Linked DNA regions of Mus musculus: region 1 is linked to region 2. The links are chromatin contacts, called in public promoter capture Hi-C maps. All regions are on one chromosome and are shown on one strand. Each heading gives the region's core, a stretch centred on a gene start, on an enhancer-like site or on the middle of the called end of the contact. The rest is flanking DNA. Distances are from core to core; before and after follow the strand shown. Region 1 holds the start of Prr30 (proline rich 30). Region 2 has its middle 120 kb from the start of Gm23538.

Region 1 (4,092 bases), core at 503-3,002, 320 kb after region 2:
GTACAGTCTTGTACTTGGGGGTGGGACAAGATGGGGTGCGGATCTGGAGGCACACTAGACATATGGGGTACTCCACGACTGGGGCATGGCCGGGTGTGCCGAGCCACAGGCGCTGCAGAAACTGTATCTGCAGGTCTCGTGCAATTCTGCGGCGCCCCACATGGTCCACCAGGGCTTGGGTGAGGGTCCCTGAGTCCTTGAATTCTGCAGGGTCCACCTTGCTTGGCACACATACCCCTGCCCCCCGAGAAGACTTGATGCTTCCGGACTGAGGCCACTGCCATGTTTGCTTGTTATTCTGAATCCTTGGAGAAGGTGAGCTGGGGACCGGGGAAGTGATCTTGGGGCTTTGTAAGTCCTGAAGGCGGGAAGGGGACTGACAGGAGTGAGGAGAGGAGTGTTGTAGCTGGGAAAGAGAGGAGGAGCCGGTGAGAGGGGGAGACACACAGAGCTGATAGTTAGAGGGAGAGATGGAGTGTGGAGAGGGGAGTTTTTCACCAAAATAAGTATAGTTTTGGCCAAAGCAAGAAGAGGATCGTGGGTGACTAGAAGAGTGAGGAGGAACAAAGTCAGAATTTGAGTCCGAAGAGAAGTGAGGCCCAGGAGAGTGAGTCTGAGTCAAAGAAGAGAAGAAATAAGCCTGTGGGGGGGCAGGCAGAGGAAAGTGGGAAGAAGGGAGGGTCGGATGGGGACAAAGAGATGCTAAGTTGGGGGCAGGGGAATTCACAAACTGTGAGAGGACCTGAGGGGGACACCCTGGAGGTACTGTGTTCTGTAGCAGCACCTGGTCCTTGTTTACAGGCAACATTGCCTTGAATCCAGGAGGGAAGTGGATGGGGTGGACAAGACCAGTGGTTAGGGACCCAACAGTCAGCGTGGGAGATCTCTGAGGCCAGCTGTGGCTGGTGGTCAAGACTGCCTTCTGTGCACAGTATGGCCTCAACAGCTGCAGGCATCAGCAGCAGGCCAAGAGGACACGCAGCCTCTTCTACCTGGCTGTGGCGTGCTCAGTCCAGAGCCTGCATCTAAGCTTGGCTCCTCACGTCTCCTTAGCCATTCGCTGGAGGTGCAGTGCGTACGGAAACAGAGGATGAGGGCTGTTCCTGAGGAGCTAAGGGACAACCACAACTATCTGGATGGAATCAGGAGGAAGACACAGCCTGTAGGACCTGCGGAGGAAAAGATTTTGACAGAGGTCAAAATGTAGGGATGATTGGCCCACTCCTGGATTCTGCTTCAGGTGCTCATTTCTAGTGGGACCTCAAGACCCTCCATGTGAGGTCTTTGGCTGTTGTTCAGCAGGTAGATTGTTTGCCAAGCATTCGTGAAGTCCTTGGTATGATACCCAACACCACATAAGCATGACATGCTGGCATGAGCCTGCAATCCCAGCAGGGGTATAAGGCGCTCAAGGCTAGCCTGGGTTCCATGAGTCTGTCTCAAAACAACAGAGACTAGCATTTTGTCACCTTTGAGGTCAGAAAATATGGCAAGATGCTGTAGAGGAGGTTAGAAAAGTGACTGGAAGGAAGGAAGGAAGGACTGACGGGAAATGGGCAGCCGAAAGCAGCGAGGGCCAATGGGGAAAGGAGTGGAGAGCACTGTGAAAAGCCTTACCAGAGTGCGTTCCTTCTGCAGGTTAGAAAGACATTTCGCTAAATAGGGGACCTGGAAGAGAAAGCAGAGTCATGAAACAGTCTATCTACCTTCCTCCCGCCTCCACTTTCTGAACCCTAACCTGACTCGAACCCAGTATTCCAGTCCGAGCAGTGCCCTCAGTCCTCTTTCTGGTACACAGAGCTCTTCTGTGGCACAGAGCTCTGTCCTAATCCCAAAACACAGATTTTGTAAGCATCCTGTTTGCCTGGCATGCTGGTTCCCCTGGCCTCTTGTCACCCTCAACACCGGAGTCCTTCTCCCTCAGCCTGGCCTTGGCTGAGAAGGATTGTTAGAGCCAGTGGCAGCAACAGTAGGGCCAGCTGGTAAAAAGGCTCCAAGGGACTGAGGCTTTGCCTAAGGGGCGGCGTTGCCGCCCCAAATGGGAGCTGAGGGGCTCGTTCCCTGAAAGCAGCTCTCTCTCTGGCATCAAAAGCCTATGTCACAGAGATCAGATAATGACATCATAGATCCTGCCTTCTCCTCCCCCTCAATGTTCTGGGTGTTTCTCAGGGGCCTGCAAAGACTGTTTTAGTAAAATTTGTCAAGTAGAATTGTTTGATGTACACCCACAAATCTTACTCTGCCCTGTCTGCTCTTAAAATCTACAGCTTTCATCACTCTCCAGGAGGCAGGGCTGACTGAGCCTTCCAACTTCCTCATTGGCTCGCTGTCTGAGGGAAGTAGCTATGTTCCTTACACTTTTGTCTTTGGAATATTACTATATATTTTAATAGCTCTTTTTAAAAGAGTTTGTTTATTTAGATGTATGTCATGTGTTTGCATGTGCCCTTGAAGTCCGGAAGAGGGTTGGATCCCCTAGAGCTAGAGTTTTAGACAGTTGTGAGTTGCTCGATAATGGGTGCTGGGGTCGGAGTACCGGACCTTATCAGCAGCAAATGCTCTTAACTGCTGAGCCTCTTTTTGGCCCCTTAGCTGTTTTCTTTTTCTTTTTTTTTTTTCCTTCTTTTTTCTTTTCTTTTCTTTTCTTTCCTTTTCTTTTCTTTTCTTTTCTTTTCTTTATCAAGTGGTTTATTTGCTGTTTTATGAGAATTGGTGTTTCACCTGTGTAAATGTATGAGGGTTTCTATTGCTGTGACTACCAGGAACAAAACCCAAGTTGTGGAGGGAAGGGTTTATTGAGCTTATACTTCCAGATCATAGTCCATCACTTAGAGAAGTCAGGACAGAAACTAAAGCAGGACTGGAAAGAGGAGCTGATGCAGAGGCCATGGAGGGATGTTGCTTACTGGCTTGCTTCATATGGCTTTCTCAGCCTGCTTTCTTATAGAACCTAGGACCACCAGCCCAGGGATGGCATCACTCACCATGGGCTGGGCCCTCCCCCTATCAATCTCTAATTGAAAAAAAAAAGTTTCTTACAGCTGGATCTCATGGAAGCATTTCCTCAACTGAGGCTCCTTTCTCTCCGATGACTCTAGCTTGTGTCTAGCTTGTGTCAAGTTGACACAACAAAACCAGCCCAGTACAGAGCATCAGATCCCTTGGAACTCGAGTCACAGACTGTTGTGAGCCACCATGTGGACTCTGGGCATTGAGTCCTCTGGAAGAATGGCTGATGCTCTTAATCACTGTACCATCTCTACAGAAAGAGCTATTTTCTTAACACTGTGTGGTGTCTGTGTTCATGTGTGTGAGCTAATGCACATGTGGAGGCTTAGAGGTTGCTGTCAGATGTCTTTCTAAATCTCTTCTCCACTTTACCTTTTGCGACAGGATCTCTCACTGAGCCTGGAGCAGCCTAGCCAATGAATTCCAGTGATCTGCCAGTCTCTTCCTCCCCACTGCTGGGTTCCGGTAAAATCCAGTTTCTCTTGCTTGCAAAGCAAAAATTTTATCAATTGAGCGATTTTCTCAGACAATTTTCCAAAGTATTTTCATGTGTACTTCATAGATTGTTTATATTCAAATGTTTGGCCCATCATTTAATTGGTTTTTGTCATTGAATTTATTTTTTAAGTTTTTATGTGTATGTGTGTTTTGCTTGCATGTATATCTATGTACTGTGTTCGTGCCTGGAACCCTCAGAGGCCAGAAAAGGGCAGCAGTGCCCTTGTGACTGGATATACAGACGTTTGTGAGCTGACATGGGTGGGTCCTGGAAACTGAAGCTCAGGTCCTCTGGAAGAGCAGCTAGTGCTCCTACATACCGAGTCATCTCTCCAGTCCTTGCATTTATTCATTGTATGTGCATAGACACATGGCACACAGCACACATTTGGATGTAAAGAGGCAAGATGATCCCTCCTGCTGCCACGTAGGTCCCAGAGTCATCAAGCTTACAACAAGTGCTTTTCCCTGCTGAGCCATCTTGCTGGCCCCAGTATTTTTATTGCTTCCTTTGTGATGGCTGGAAGCATTTTCATCCCAATAATGGACCATAATAAAATTAGGGATGTGTACCCAGCATGGCTT
Region 2 (4,091 bases), core at 1,107-3,606:
CTCAAATAATATGTACTCACTGATAAGTGGATATTAGCCCAGAAACTTAGTATACCCGAGATATAAGATACAATTTGCAAAACACATGAAACTGAAGAAGAATGAAGACCAAAGTGTGGACACTTTGCTCCTTCTTAGAATTGGAAACAATCACCCATGGAAGGAGTTACAGAGACAAAGTTTGGAGCTGAGACAAAAGGATGGACCATCTAGAGACTGCCATATCCAGAGATCCACCCCATAATTAGCCTCCAAACGATGACACCATGGCATACACTAGCAAGATTTTGCTGAAAGGACCCTGATATAGCTGTCTCTTGTGAGACTAGGTCGGGGCCTAGCAAACACATAAGTAGATGCTCACAGTCAGCTATTGGATGGAGCACAGGGTCCCCAATGGAGGAGCTAGAGAAAGTATCCAAGGAGCTAAAGAGATCTGCAACCCTGTAGGTGCAACAACATTATGAACTAACCAGTACCCCGGAGCTCTTGACTCTAGCTACATATGTATCAAAAGATGGCCTAGTCGGCCATCACTGGAAAGAGAGGCCCATTGGACACACAAACTTTATATGCTCCAGTACAGGGGAATGCTGGGGCCAAAAAATGGGAATGGGTGTGTAGGGAAGTGTGTGGGGGGTTATGGGTGACTTTTGGGATAGCATTCTAAATGTAATTGAGAAAAATACGTAATAATAAAAAATATTTTTAAAAAAGGAAACTATTTCATTTCAATACAAAGTTACATATATTGCCTATCTTTGAGGTTGATGTTGCTAGTCTGAAAAATAAACTCAAATGGCATTTATAAAAACATAGTAGTTATGTATTGTCTTAGATTGTCAAAGCTGATTACTGGGTAAACCTATGCAAGTACGGTTGATTGTAATGCAACATAGCTATCCTAAAGGTAGCTTAAGAAAACAGTTTGAGTACGTAGTAGGCTAGCAGTCTTAAGTGACATCAAGTTGTATTATCAACTTTTATTGTGAAGTCTAGCCAAAGTTCTAGTCTCTTAGAATGTAAGGATTGTTTTCAGACTATTGTATCACTATACCTCAATTAGCCTAAACTCAGTACTCCCTCTCACAGGTGCTTAGAGACCTGTGTTTGGTGAATCGAGATTTTGTCAAGTTGACCATCAAGTTGACACTGGCAACTGTAAAACCACCAGCTCATGCTTACAATAAAGACTAAGATGGGTAAAATCAATGTCATTTCCATTTTAAAAGTATTTACTTATAATATACTTCCTTGTTGATTATATCTAGGACATAGTACTTGCTTGGTAGATGTGCAAAAATTATTTTGAAGGAGATATTCCTATGATTTTCTTCCCACTTTTGCCAGATGTATAATTTGTGTTTGCAGTGATATAGTGTGTTGAACACAGATTTCTAACATTTGTATGTGAATCTCTGGAATGTTATCTCTCATTTGGCTTTGTTCCTTTGTTTTTGAATCCATGAAATAAAACTTTTAATTTGAAAAAAAAAAAAAAATAACCACTTCTGAGCGTTGTCAAAGACGTGCCGCCAAAAGGAGCCCTGGCATCGAGAGCTAGTGTAGCCACCTAGGGAAATGTCTAAACTCAGTTGTGCAGTTTCTACACCCAACAAGTAGGCATCTTACAATCAAAGCAATCTGCCAAAGGATTCGGAACATAAGCACATGTAAGAGATCCATTTTATAAATGCAGATGAAATTAAGCTGGAGTCCCTGAGATTTCCTATGTAGGAAGCGGTGCAAATGAAAAAAGCATTGAGAACTCATTGCTAAAAATGTATTTCTCAGACAGGGAAGGAGTATGGGGACTGCAGATCCTGGGGAGTCAATTTGTCATCATGTGTATTACAGGAAGTTAATTAAGATCCTTTATTTATGGTGCTTTTTACATTTGATTTCATATTGTATTTTAATCAATTAACTTATTTTTTATAAGAAGAATGATTGCTGATATGTTTGGCTTTCCTTTCTTGGCATTATTCTTTATAATGTTGAAAGGTAGTCATGACTGGCAGCCAAGGCAGTGCACAACTTTTATAAAAACAACAATTAACTCATCAATCAACAAAACACCCAAACCACAGCATTTGAAAGCCATCAACAGACATGTCAGCTCCTTGGCTCTCATTCTTTTGGCATTGAGTAAACAGAGACCAAATTGACTTCAACCTTCTACCTCCTAATGGCTAAGGTATTGAGGTATTTGATGATGAGATTGCAAGCATCCTCCTACCCAGCAAAAGCAGTAGGATGAAATGATGTCTGGTCACACCCTTTGCCTGACTAAGCTTGTGCTAGGCTACAAGACTGTGTGTCACTGCAGGATTCAATGCTGGAGACCGAAGCTACTTAACATGTCAAACACTGTTTATTAGTAGTCAAGAGTTTCTCCTCAGGCTAGTTAGTGAACCATGACAGCATCAAGCCTGTAGTCACTCATTTGCAAAGACACCAAGAGGACCAGGAATGCGCTTTGTAGTCATAGACTTGAAAATAGACTGTCTTCTCTGAACCTCCAATACCTTTGTTAGCAAACACAGGAGTATTTCCTGTGATTGAAAAAATGAACCCAAGAATCCTCTTAAATTCCCGACTTTCACAACATGGAACAAAATTCTAAAATTTGACAATAAATCATGGATATTTGTGTGGAAAACTTAAAACAGTTTTGGTTATGAAGTTAAAAGTTTTAGCTGAAAGTTTAGATGCTAAGTCATTTCCCCCCCCCCCCATGGGGTCTTATTCTATATCTCAGGATGGACTAGAATTCACGGTAATTCTTTGGCTTCACCCCTCCCCAATCCTGTGAGTTTTAAATAACATATAAAACTTCAACAATAAATAATTAAATACAGAACAGGGCTGTATATTTAAACAGTATCTACCAATTGTTCCTAAATATTAACATAATAAGACTATATTTTACAAACAAGTAAAAATTATTTTTTCTGTTTTTTCTTTGCTCACAGTCCAAAATTGTAAGACAAGGTGTTTAAAGTATGACCAAAATAGAAACAGAATTTTGGAAGAGAGAAAATTGTTGTACTTACACCAAAAATGAAACCACATGCTGACAGACTGAAGACTAAATCTCCTCTAGGAATCATAACAGAACTTACTTTTGCTTTAACGTTTAAATTTTAAATTTTAGTTCTACTATGAAAAACACTTATTGTTGGTTAAGTAGCACTGAGACAATAAAGTTCAGTATCCAGTCTATCTCCTGCTTGGAAGAGAAGATGGATAGAGTCTTGCTGGGATCTGCCACCTGCTGGGTGCTGAATCTTTGCCCTGGCCCACTGCTTTGTGATCAATATAAGTATAGCAAATTCCTGCAGCAGTTTTCTGGATTCCAAATTCAAAAGTGGTTTGCAGGAAAGGGGAAGAATCTATTTATTTTCTTTTACCTTTGTTCAGTGTAAGAGGCACATTAAATCTTTATGCTCTTTTCATTATAAATGATCCCACTCATAAAAATCAACATGGTTATATTATTCTTTCTGCCTGGAAGGCCCTGGCCAATATTTCTAGCATGATCGTTTGCCCGTTTTCAGCTTTGGTAATGTATTATCACTCAACCTAAGGGTATTACTACCCCAGTCATCTTTTAGTCTCATATTTAAGTGACTATTAGGATGTACTTCATGAAGTTTGAAGTGACCCTCAGTTCCTTTTCATATAAAATATCTAAAAGATATCAGTGACAGACAGATACTATTTCTTGGGGAAAGCTACTATATTTTCTCCAAGGTCATAACTGCAGTAAAGCATCCAAGGGCAATGTTTTCAGACTGAATTCTATTTTTTTCCCGAGACATATAAAAGAGGATTGATAAGCCTATAATTCAGGACCCACTTACAGACTAAGAGGGAAATTATGTGTTTATAATGCTCCTGATGAAAGAACACAGGTCAAAGGCAAAAACAAATCAGGGGCAATCAAAGTTCAAAGTAGAAAAAAAAATCTGTGAACCTTCTTTGAGTGTTAAATAATTTTTGTGGAATGCAAAATGTACTTCTAAAAATTTAATTTTTTTTTGATTTATGTGTGCAGTTGTGTGCCTCTGTTATGTTATGTGTTTGCA

The links. Promoter capture Hi-C pulls out the DNA fragments that hold promoters and counts their contacts.
Region 1: a promoter capture Hi-C map of stem cell-derived epiblast-like cells shows a contact between it and region 2, with 3 times the contacts expected there. The contact joins the promoter of Prr30 here to the enhancer-like site in region 2. A contact is called at or near these places in 5 of 39 promoter capture datasets (embryonic stem cells, hippocampal neurons, liver and 1 more) and 1 of 9 other capture datasets (liver).

The regions. Positions count from the first base shown.
Region 1 is chr14:101,198,317-101,202,408 of GRCm38.p6, forward strand. Prr30 (proline rich 30) reads right to left here and starts at 1,753. Exons shown (of 3, transcript NM_029680.1): 1 at 1,739-1,753; 2 at 1,618-1,668; 3 at 1-1,169. The coding sequence starts at 808. It overlaps Gm34361 (a long non-coding RNA gene), which reads left to right and starts at 3,186. Exons shown (of 4, transcript XR_874904.2): 1 at 3,186-3,474.
Region 2 is chr14:100,877,990-100,882,080 of GRCm38.p6, forward strand. No RefSeq gene overlaps it. Among named protein-coding and RNA genes, the nearest start is that of Gm23538, 120 kb to the left of the region's middle. Within about 2 kb of position 2,357, at least 2 of the 459 cell types and tissues checked have an H3K27ac peak or open chromatin away from gene starts, as enhancers often do. A contact at or near this core is called in stem cell-derived epiblast-like cells, where this site is marked.